Linked DNA regions of Ovis aries: region 2 is linked to region 1. Evidence: chromatin contacts called from public Hi-C data. All regions are on one chromosome and are shown on one strand. The core of a region is the stretch at or near the end of the contact, and the rest is flanking DNA. Distances in the headings are between cores, read along the strand shown.

Region 1 (4,896 bases), core at 1,143-3,642:
AAGGCATACACATCTTTTAATTGTTGTTAAATAAGAATTTTAGAAAACTAAGCAATTTCACTACAACTTATAATCACAAACACTGCATATCTAAAAGATAATAAGCTTTTACACAGAAAGAGTAACAGGTTAATTTTCCCAAGTATCCTGTGTTCAACTGGGTCAAATGTTTCTGTTGCATTTTAAACAGCAAGCCCTTAAAGTGATAAGGGTGAAAACAAACCAAAAGAATTTTAATCTTAATGTTCTGGAGTGGTATATAATCATCACAACCCAAAAAAGATTCAGGAACTTCTAGATGAAGTCTGTTAATATCATAATAGTCACTTTAGCACAAACATTAAGCACAACAATACAGCTCTTTGGGGAAAATTATGTTCATAGAGCTAAAGACTTTAAAACAGAACTGGAATCCACAGAATCAATCCGAACAGTTTACTATATAAAACATCTACTAAACTAGAAATAGTTGCATTCTACAATTTTTCAGATTGTTTCATATAATCTGCCAATTTCTAAGCAACTGGGGAGCACAATTTATGTTGTCAACAACCATTTAAAATGCGGTTATAGTAGACTGCCTTACATTTATAAAGACAACACTTTTGTGACCAAGCACAACTTCAGAAGAACCTTTTGCAAGAATCCCGAGAAATATGAATTCTGTTCATTCACCACAGTGCAAGAGCAAAATATTTGACGTAAAGCATTTATCAAAATGTTCTTGACGGAGCTTAACAAAGTAAATCTGTGCAATTACTAACAGCTTTAACATCATCAAGAGAAGGGGGAAAATCGATTATCAGCAAGAAAATTAGCAACATTCGTCTAAAATAACTCCAATTAAACCAACTAGCTCACGATCTTCAACAAAGAAAGATCCTTCGCAAGCTAGGCAACCTTTGTTTCAGACCCTCATCTCTCACCACTTCCTTCCTGCACCCCAGACGGCTTGCTGCTCCCCAAATTCATTCCAACTCCTGCACATCTCGGGGCCTCTGTACCAGCTGTTTCCTCAGCTTAGCCTGCTCCGCCCTCCCCACCTGAAGAGCATTTGCTCAGCACGAAAATCCCCCTCCAGTCTACATGCTCCCTCAACTCCCCCAAGCAAAATGAGTCGTACCAAACTAGCACGACCCTGGGTAAACCCATCCTAATCACAGCGTCTTGTTTTCACATTTGGGAGCGAACAGAGGGGCCGCCTACCTCCACTCAGACCCGAGCGGACGAAGCAGGCAGAAATAATGAACGCGGGCTGAATCCATTCCCTCCTTACGACTTTTCAGAACCCCGTCACACCTAGAGGAGGCACAGCAGACCCTAACCTTCCTCCCACCAGAGAAAGGGGCACACCCTGGCCCCCTGAGAGAGAACAATGAATGAACACAGCCGCCTCGCCTCTCCTCACGTCCAAACGCCTCTCTCGGGGCATCGACTAGCTCTGCAGAGCCTCTGCAGCTGCACAGCCGAAGCGTCCAGGCGGCTCTCACTTCACACAAAGGAGCCCTGGATCTTTATTCCCAAGCATCCTGGGGCCGACCGTCAGTATAAGCATCCCAACGGTATCATCAGTAACGCGCAGAGTCCTGAGCCCCAAGGGGAGGCCCCGATCCCGTCCTTTGTGGTGGGACACCGACCTACTTCCTCCTCTTGTCCCCGACCGCTCTCACCTTCCCGAAAAGGGTGTCACTTGAGAGAAGATGCAAGCCCGGGTCCCCCCACTCTGCGGCCAGAAAGAAACGACGGTGGTCCACCTCAGTGACAACACGGATTCGAGGCGTCTCTGGGCGGATTTTCCCGTGGCCGAAACACAAGGACTGTGCAGCGGGAACTCGGGTGGCGCCCGCACGTCTCCCCGAAACACAAGGAAATCCTGAGTGGGGAATGTGGGGACTCGGCTCGCCGGCCATGACACCGAGCCCCGGGGCCCCCGCCCGCCCAGCGCCACCCGGGGTGACAGCGGCCTGGCCCGGCCCTCCGCCCGACCGCCGCGGGGCCGTTCCGTCAGCGACGCCCTAGCCGGGCCGCCCGGGAACCCGGCCCACTCAGCCCCGCCGCCCCGCTCCCACGGCCCGGCCCTGCAGCCTACCTGAGGGAGCCCGGCCGCCTCCGCGTCCAGTCGTCCGGCGGCGGCGTCTGGTCCGCTCCTCCTCCCCGCGGCGGGTGAGGGAGCGGGAGGCGATCACATTCGGCGCGTCCCCAGCCCAGGGGACGGGGCCCCGGGCAGCTCTCGCATTGTCCCACTCGCGCTCCGCGGCCTCAGGGCACACACCCCAAAGCCCGGCCACCTGTCCCTCTCCGGGGCCCAAGAGCGGCAGGAAAGCCTTCCCGTCTCACTCTCGTTCTCGCCTTAATCCCGCCATCTAAGATGGCGGCCCCAGCGCCCGCACTTGAGAGACTCTCGGGCGGCCCCGGCAGGCGAGCCCTACATTCGGTGCTCCTCCTCCCGACCTGCGCCGCCACCAGCTCTGCTTCTGCGCGAGCCCGCCTAGGAGCCGACTTCAAACTTGGCTCGGGCATCCATCGCTCTGGCCTGAACTCTGGTCCCACCTCCCAGTGGGCGTGGCCTAGAGATCGCGCTGATCGCCATTTCCGAGCCGTAAAGGCTCTAGGGCGGGTGCTGATCGGCCAACGGAGTGGCGGTCGAGGAGGGTCAGAGTTTAGCTGCCCCGAAGGAGTCTGAGACTTAAAAGGGAGAAGAAGGCCAGCCTGGTGATATCTCAAGGTCCAGAGATAACCAAATGAGCCCGAGGACTCAGTGTAGAGAACAGTGTCCAGCTTTGGCGTGTTCTCCCTGGAGTCCGACGCATCAGGAGACACATCGCGACTCTGTCGTTTACCCATCATGTGGGAAAGTCAGTAAACTTCTGAGTCTCAGTTCCTTGCTGGCTCAGACGGGAAAGAGTCTGCCTGCAGGAGACCCAGGTTGGATCCCTGAGTCTGAAAGACCGCTGAAGAAGGGAACGGCTACCCACTCCAGTATTCTTGCTTGGGAAACCCCATGGACAGAGGAGCCTGGCGGCTACAGTCCATAGAGTTGCAAAAGAGACACAGTGTAGCTACTAAACAGCAACAACAAATGGATATTTTAATGCATATACCCATCGCCCCAGCAGGTCCGCTCTGGACACTAATTCTAGAGCACAAAAAGGCACTCGCTAAAATGTTCATTGCCATGCTGTTTGCCTTAGAGATGACACTGGAAAAAAATGTTACTTAGTTAAAAAGGAAACTGCTCAAATAAAGGGTGCTATCTCCACAGTCCATGATATCCATTTGTTAAAAAGAATCAGCTAGTTCTATATACTGATTTTTTTTTTTCATCGAAGACATTACATTTTAAAAAGTAGAACATGTACAGAATGACTGTTCATTCTCACAGGGGCACACAATGCTACCCAACACCATGTACATTTTTTAATTTAAATTTTTATTGAAAGCCTGATGTTATTCTCCGTATTGGGAAGTCAGCAATAATCAAAAGCTCTGTCTTGTAAAGAGAAAGCCAAAGAAAATATAGTCAGTCCTATGTACAGTATAAAGGGAAATGAAGATGAAGCAACACTATGTGTAGGACTCGGCTTCCTCGGTGGCTCAGTGGAAAAGAATCCACCTGCCAATACAAGAGACAGGGGTTCCATTCCTGATCCGGGAAGATCCCACATGCCGAGGAGCAGCTAAGCTCATGTGCCTTAACTGCTGAGCCTGTGCCCTAGAACCCAGGATCCGCAACTACTGCGCCATGTACTGCAGCTAGTGAAGCCTGCAAGCCCTAGCTAGGGCCGTGCTCGACAGCAGCAAGAGCCACTGCAATGAGAAGCCCGCACACCTCGACTGGAGAGTAGCCCCCCTAAACTTGCTGCAACTAGAGAAGAGCCTAAATAAATAAAATTATTTTTTTAAAAAGAGTATGTGGACCTATATATAAATATAAAGTAATATGTAAAGACAAATACATAAGTATACAAATACGCATAAGTATGGAAAGGGAGTCCATGCAGGGGAAAGACGGGAAGACATTGAATAGGGAGGACCATGAGGGGATATTTTTTTAATTAGGAATAATGACATTTCCTATAATAATGATATTTGGGCTTCCCCAATAGCTCAGTTGGTAAAGAATCCACCTGCAATGCAGTAGACCCCAGTTTGATTCCTGGGTCGGGAAGATCTGCTGGAGAAGGGATAGGCTACCCACTCCAGTATTCTTGGGCTTCCCTTGTGGCTCAGCTAGTAAATAATCCGCCCGCAATGCAGGAGACCTAGGTTCAATCCCTTGGTTGGGAAGATCCCCTGGAGAAGGGAAAGGCTACCCACTCCAGTATTCTGGCCTGGAGAATTCCATGTACTGTATAGTCCATGGGGTCACAAAGAGTTGGACACTACTGAACGAATTTCACAACGTCGTTTCCTGTGAAGGTTCTTGGCCTCCTTATTCAATAGAAATTGATCAAAGGGCTGATAAGGTATAAGAATTGCAGTGAAGGGTCCCAGGTCCCAGCCTGAGTCAACAATATGTGACTCACAGGATTAAATGAGATAAAACATGGAAAACAGCACAGAGCCTGGGAGTTGAGGCTGACCGCCGAGGTTCAAGCTTGAACTCTGCCACTTCCTCATCTGTGACTTGGACAAGTCATTTAAACCTCAGTTCCTCAGTTTCTCATCTGTAATGAAAAATGGATACTACCCAGCTCAGAGTTGTAAGGATTTAGTGAGTCTAGGATGTAAAGCACTTGGAACAGTGCCAGGCTCACATCAAACACTGTAGAAGTGTTAACTATAATCATTTCAGTTTTCGCTTATCCTATCATTACTGAGTAGGGCACAGCAGCAAAGCAGCACTGACTGACCCCTAGGCCACTCCTTTCTTCAACCACCCCTAGCTGGTATTTG
Region 2 (4,891 bases), core at 370-2,869, 68 kb before region 1:
CTGGAACCTGAATCTGAGCTCTAAGCAGGTAGATAGCTCAGGCAAGAAACCTGACATTCTCATTCTTTCAGTCCACCCCACAGGTTCACTTCCAGCTGTGCAAAAATATCACAGAATCCACTTAACAGACTGAGCTTTCCCTAATCTTGGTTTTGATTTAGGGACAAGGTGCATGGACCCCAGACCTCCTACTCGTCAAGCCATCCACTCACTCCATTCCCTGAGCCGTCTGCCGGGCAATGTCGATCAGCTGGAACATCTGGAACTTGGTCTCCTGGACATGCAGGTGCTTGTAGAGGCTGCTGCCCTCGCACCACTGCGTCACGATCGCCAGGTTGTCCTTCGTCATGTACCCCATGAAGAGCAGGATGTTCACGTGCCGGGTTTTGCTGGAGGAGGGGGAACAAAAGGCTCTGTGCTTCTGCAGACAGGGAGGTGCATCCTGCCCCCGAGCGCAGCTGGTGTGCTACCGACACCTCCGCACTTACAACCCCGGGGCTTGCAAAGCAAGCATGGCAGACTGCGCCCACACAGCCGCTGCTCTGGGCTAGCAGGGCGGCCACCCGGGTGCCGGCCTGGACGGCAGAGAAGGCGTCCCCTCCCAGCAGCACAGACCCAACAAGCACAGGGGTCACCCATCCACTCAGCCTAGTCCTGAGTTTAATCAGGGACTCCACAAAGACTGAAAAGCTGATGGTTTTGAAGTCCAAATTAAGGCCATTTGGCTATAAAGAGTTCTTGGAAATAAATATGAAAATAGAACCTATTTCTCCCTATGTCAAACCAAAACCCAGCAACAGAACCTGAGCTGTTGAGGTGGTGAGCCCAGAGGCTGAGGCGGTGGGAGGGCGGTGCCATCAAGCAGCTCTTCTCAAGGCCTAACGAGCACAGGAGCTGGAAGAAGGTTCCACTCCTTTCCACTCGAAAGGGAGCTCCACAGGAGCACGCCCCCAGAGGCAGGGCCCGCCCGCCCCTCCACAGCTCCACAGAGGCCCACTCTACACTCACCGGAGGACAGCCACCTCGTTCCTGAAGGCCTGGAACTGCTCTGGAGTGGGGTCAACAACCTTCAGAATCTTTACTGCAACATCTCCTGCAAATGAGTTTACAGTCAGTACAGCTGAATGATCTTAACTTCATTTTTCACGTACACTCGTCTGAGGAAGAGATAGTAAATCCCTTATTCAAAAATCACAGACCTACACAGGACAAATACTATGCCAATTTCTGAATTATTCAAGTGGCTGAAAAAAAAACAGGTTATACTACTATCCTTAAAACTCCACCCTAAGGCCCTGAACCGGCTCGGTTTCAGCTGTTCCTGTCAAGCCTGGCATCCCCGGTGGTGAGGTGACCGTCACAAGCTGGGCCCATAAGGATGAGAGCAGCAGGGTGTGAACCGCCCAGCAGATGCTGAGTCTCCGAGGCCAGAGGCTGGTGCCCAGAAGCGGGCCAGTGACGGCCCAGATGCTCCTTGCACAGATTCAAAGATCTGCATTGTAATGAAGCTCCTCTGCCTTCAATCCCATTAGAAACCAATCCTCTCAACGACCCCTGACCACTCACTAAGCCTGCACGCTGCCTCCACGGGGCGGCACTGCTCCAATCCTCAGCTGCCTTCTCCCTCTAGCACTGCTGACCTCACCCTATAAGCAATGCAGGGGCTAGGCCAGTTGGCCACGGTAGCACTGCCCAAAAAGCCAGAGCCAGACTAGAACCCCAGTCCAACAGCTGTACTTGTAACTAACATACTGTCAATCACTCTTCATGTAACTTCAGAAACACCCACAGAGCAACTCTATTTTATAGGTAAGGCTGATTTAGAAGCCACTTTCAGTAACAGTGCTGATGACAAACTGCCTGAAGCCCTACAGGGACGTCAGCTTTCAGGAAAAGCGATCAGACAGAGGATTCCAGCTCAGCGGCACCCCAGAGGTGACCGAGTTCCCCCGCATCCTGAGCCTGTGCCCGCAGCACCCTGGCACCTCTACTGGGGCACTCATTTCACTTTGGGGGGCACCAAATGGTAGAGAGATGGTTCTCATGACGGACTGCTGCCCTGCGATCTCTGCATCATGTGAAAATAAAATCACCTAACAGCAGCTTCCACACTGGTTCTTAACCAATTTCCTGCCACATGAATTTGCGGAGGGCCCAGGCTGCCTGTGGACGGCAGAGACGCACTGTGTTCAGAGCTGCCTTCTACCTGGGCAGATGGAGCTGGTGAACCGTGCAGCCCCGACCCCAAGTTCTGATGACGGACAAACGGACAAGAGCCTTCTGGGTAACTGTCCATTCTGGAGCATCTGAGCCAAGACAGAACGCAGGTGAGGGCGCTGACCCAGAGAGGAGCGAGTATGCCAGCAGAGAGGGTGGCGGTCTTCAGGGTGGCGGTCTTCGGAGGGAGATGGGAGGTCAGCCAAGGCAAGAGGCAGTTCTGGACGAGGAACACCAGGAGCAGTGAGGTGATGGGGAGGAGAGAGAGAGAGGCCAGGGAAACGCTAGCGTGTGCTGCGACGCCTGCAGGCCAGGAGGGGGCTGGGGGAGCCTGAAGCAGGCCCAGCTCGGCGCAGGCAGAGCTGACGGAGGGCTGTAAGGGACAGAGGCCAGAACCCCGTGAAAGTGAACTGGCTCAATGCGGCAGTCAGCCGAGAGGCAGGGCAGGGGCCAGGGTGGGCCGGGGCCAGGGTGGGCCGGGGCGGGACGCAAAGGGCCAGGCTTGGGAGGATGCGGGAGGGAGCCGGGCGAGGCTGGCCGCCCCTCGGGGGAACCACTCCCCACGCTGAGCCTGGTCGGCACGCCCTGCACGCCCTGCCCCCTCACGGCTCTCCTCCGGGCACACGCAGTCCCGGGTACACGGGCACATGCAGTCCCACTGTGGACTGATCAGCATGGCAACCGCAGAGAGGGCAGCAGCAGCCACACAGCTGCCCCAGCAACGCCCCCTGACCTGAGCTCAGCTGGCACCCTCCCCCTCTAGCCTCTACTTTCTGCAGCTGGGAACAAGACGGACTCCTGTTAAACAGTCATCTGTTCTCTGTTCCACCATCACTCTCTCTTAAGTCCAAACCCTACTCCCCAGGTCGTGCCCGTCACTGATGGGGAGACGGGACCCAGAGGCCCGCCAGCTCAGGTTAGCAGTTCTGCCAGCGGACTGTGCGTTAAGACTACAGTCTGGGTCACAGCACCCCCAAGAAGGCCATCACAGGGATCCAGTTTGCTGAGAACAATGGCCAAACAAGACAGGAAAACCGATTTCAACTCCCATACAAAAAGGCTCTCTGCTGGTGGGAACCGCCCAGAGCGAGGCTGAGTTTTCAGGTCACTCAGAAGCTCCCATCACTGGTCTTCAGGCCAAGGCTGGGCAGCCTCCTGAAGGCCAGGCAGAGTCCAGGATGCCCACTGCACCCAGTGAGACCAGGGTCTCTCCGGGCCCTCACAGGCCACAGCCTGACCCCACTGCCCCAGCCTCTCCCTCGCGCCTCCCCAGCAGCCCCTCAGAGCTCCTGGGGTCCCTGAGACAGGCCCGGGGTGCGGCCCACTCCACCTCTGCTGCTTCCCTCACGGACTCCCCACTGACCCATCGACTAAATGCCGGGAGCCAGGCCTGCCACTCCTCACCCGCCTTCTTCCAAGTTCCTCCTGAGCGCTCAGCACACACCATCTGCTGGGCTTTCCTTGGTTATTATCCCCACCAGAATATTAACTCCGTAAGAGAAAGAATTTGTATCCATTTTGCTCAGGGCTTCAGTCCTAGCCCTAAGAGAAATGCTTGGTATTAGAAGAATGCTCAGGAAACACTGGCTGAAGAAATGAGTGGATTCTAAGAGGCACCAGTCAGCAAGCCAAGTCATGAACTCAAAAGCTGTCTGTCTGAAGTTCTGGAGCTGGAAGCGGGCACAGCCTCTGACAGGGAGCAGCGGGCACTGAGATGGCCCGCGGGGCCCGACGCGTCAGGACCACTCAGCGTCGCCCTCTCAGCGCTCCGTGCAGCAGGCTCAGCGCCACTGTTGAGTGACCATGTGACGCGGGCGCTACTAAACCAGAACGTCTCACTTTCCCTCCACAGTAATGTCAGAGGCAAACGTGGTACAAGCTCTAAGATACATTGCTACTGGTTATCACAGTTTCAATAAGACACTGAGCTGGTATGATTCATCCACCACTGAAGAAGAAAGAGCTGCCATCACTGATGAATCTCAAGTGGGTTTTTTTTTTCTTTTTACCTTTTTATACTTCAATTACCTTTCCTGTTTTAATCATCTGGGATTGCCTAAAACTTACTGTACACAACCCTGCTTTCTAGAACAGAAACAGACTGAACCCCATTCCTCCTCTTTATACTGACTCAGTCAAGATGAGCCTCAGCCTGAGGTGGGGCTGGGGGCCCCACACATGGCTCCGCCAGCTGCAGACCTCACTTGGGGCCCCTGAGTGTCCTCGGTCTGGGGATCTGCTACCTCTTCTCGCCCTAAGAGACTGACCCTGCTAACAGTCTGAGAGCTTCAGCTGCTGTCTTTATCGTTTTTAATGCATTTTTGCAATTAGGAGACGCCAAATTCACACTCAAAAGGAGACTCGGCTCTCAGGCCCGAAGAGTCTCTTCTGTATGTGAAGTCAGTAGGCTCCGTTCACGGATCTGAGGCCTCCACCTTGGCTGCTTTAAGACCTTTTCTGTTTTTTTATTTTTGTTCTGCAGCTGGGAAAAATAAAAAGCATTTAAAAATCACCAAAACAGCTATAATTTTTAAGGAATCGAATAAAACATTGTATTATATATATAGGAATCAGAAAAGCATGGGGGGAGGCAAAAAGGAAGCAAGCATAGCATAAAACATTCACTCTTGAAATCATGGTTTCCTTGACCCTCTCCTTCGTCTTCATTTGCAGA

What was found. Hi-C and Micro-C count contacts between places; a contact is called where the count stands out from the background.
Region 2: a Hi-C map of muscle shows a contact between it and region 1, with 2.9 times the contacts expected there. The contact joins the enhancer-like site here to the promoter of RAF1 in region 1. A contact is called at or near these places in 9 of 16 Hi-C or Micro-C datasets (blood, hypothalamus, mixed tissues and 4 more).

Annotation. Positions count from the first base shown.
Region 1 is chr19:56,408,530-56,413,425 of ARS-UI_Ramb_v3.0, reverse strand. It overlaps RAF1 (Raf-1 proto-oncogene, serine/threonine kinase), which reads right to left and starts at 2,392. Exons shown (of 19, transcript XM_060402677.1): 1 at 2,090-2,392.
Region 2 is chr19:56,475,494-56,480,384 of ARS-UI_Ramb_v3.0, reverse strand. It overlaps RAF1 (Raf-1 proto-oncogene, serine/threonine kinase), which reads right to left. Exons shown (of 19, transcript XM_060402677.1): 13 at 1,009-1,093; 14 at 213-389. Among named protein-coding and RNA genes, the nearest start is that of MKRN2, 46 kb to the left of the region's middle. Within about 2 kb of position 1,619, at least 8 of the 54 cell types and tissues checked have an H3K27ac peak or open chromatin away from gene starts, as enhancers often do. A contact at or near this core is called in hypothalamus and muscle, where this site is marked.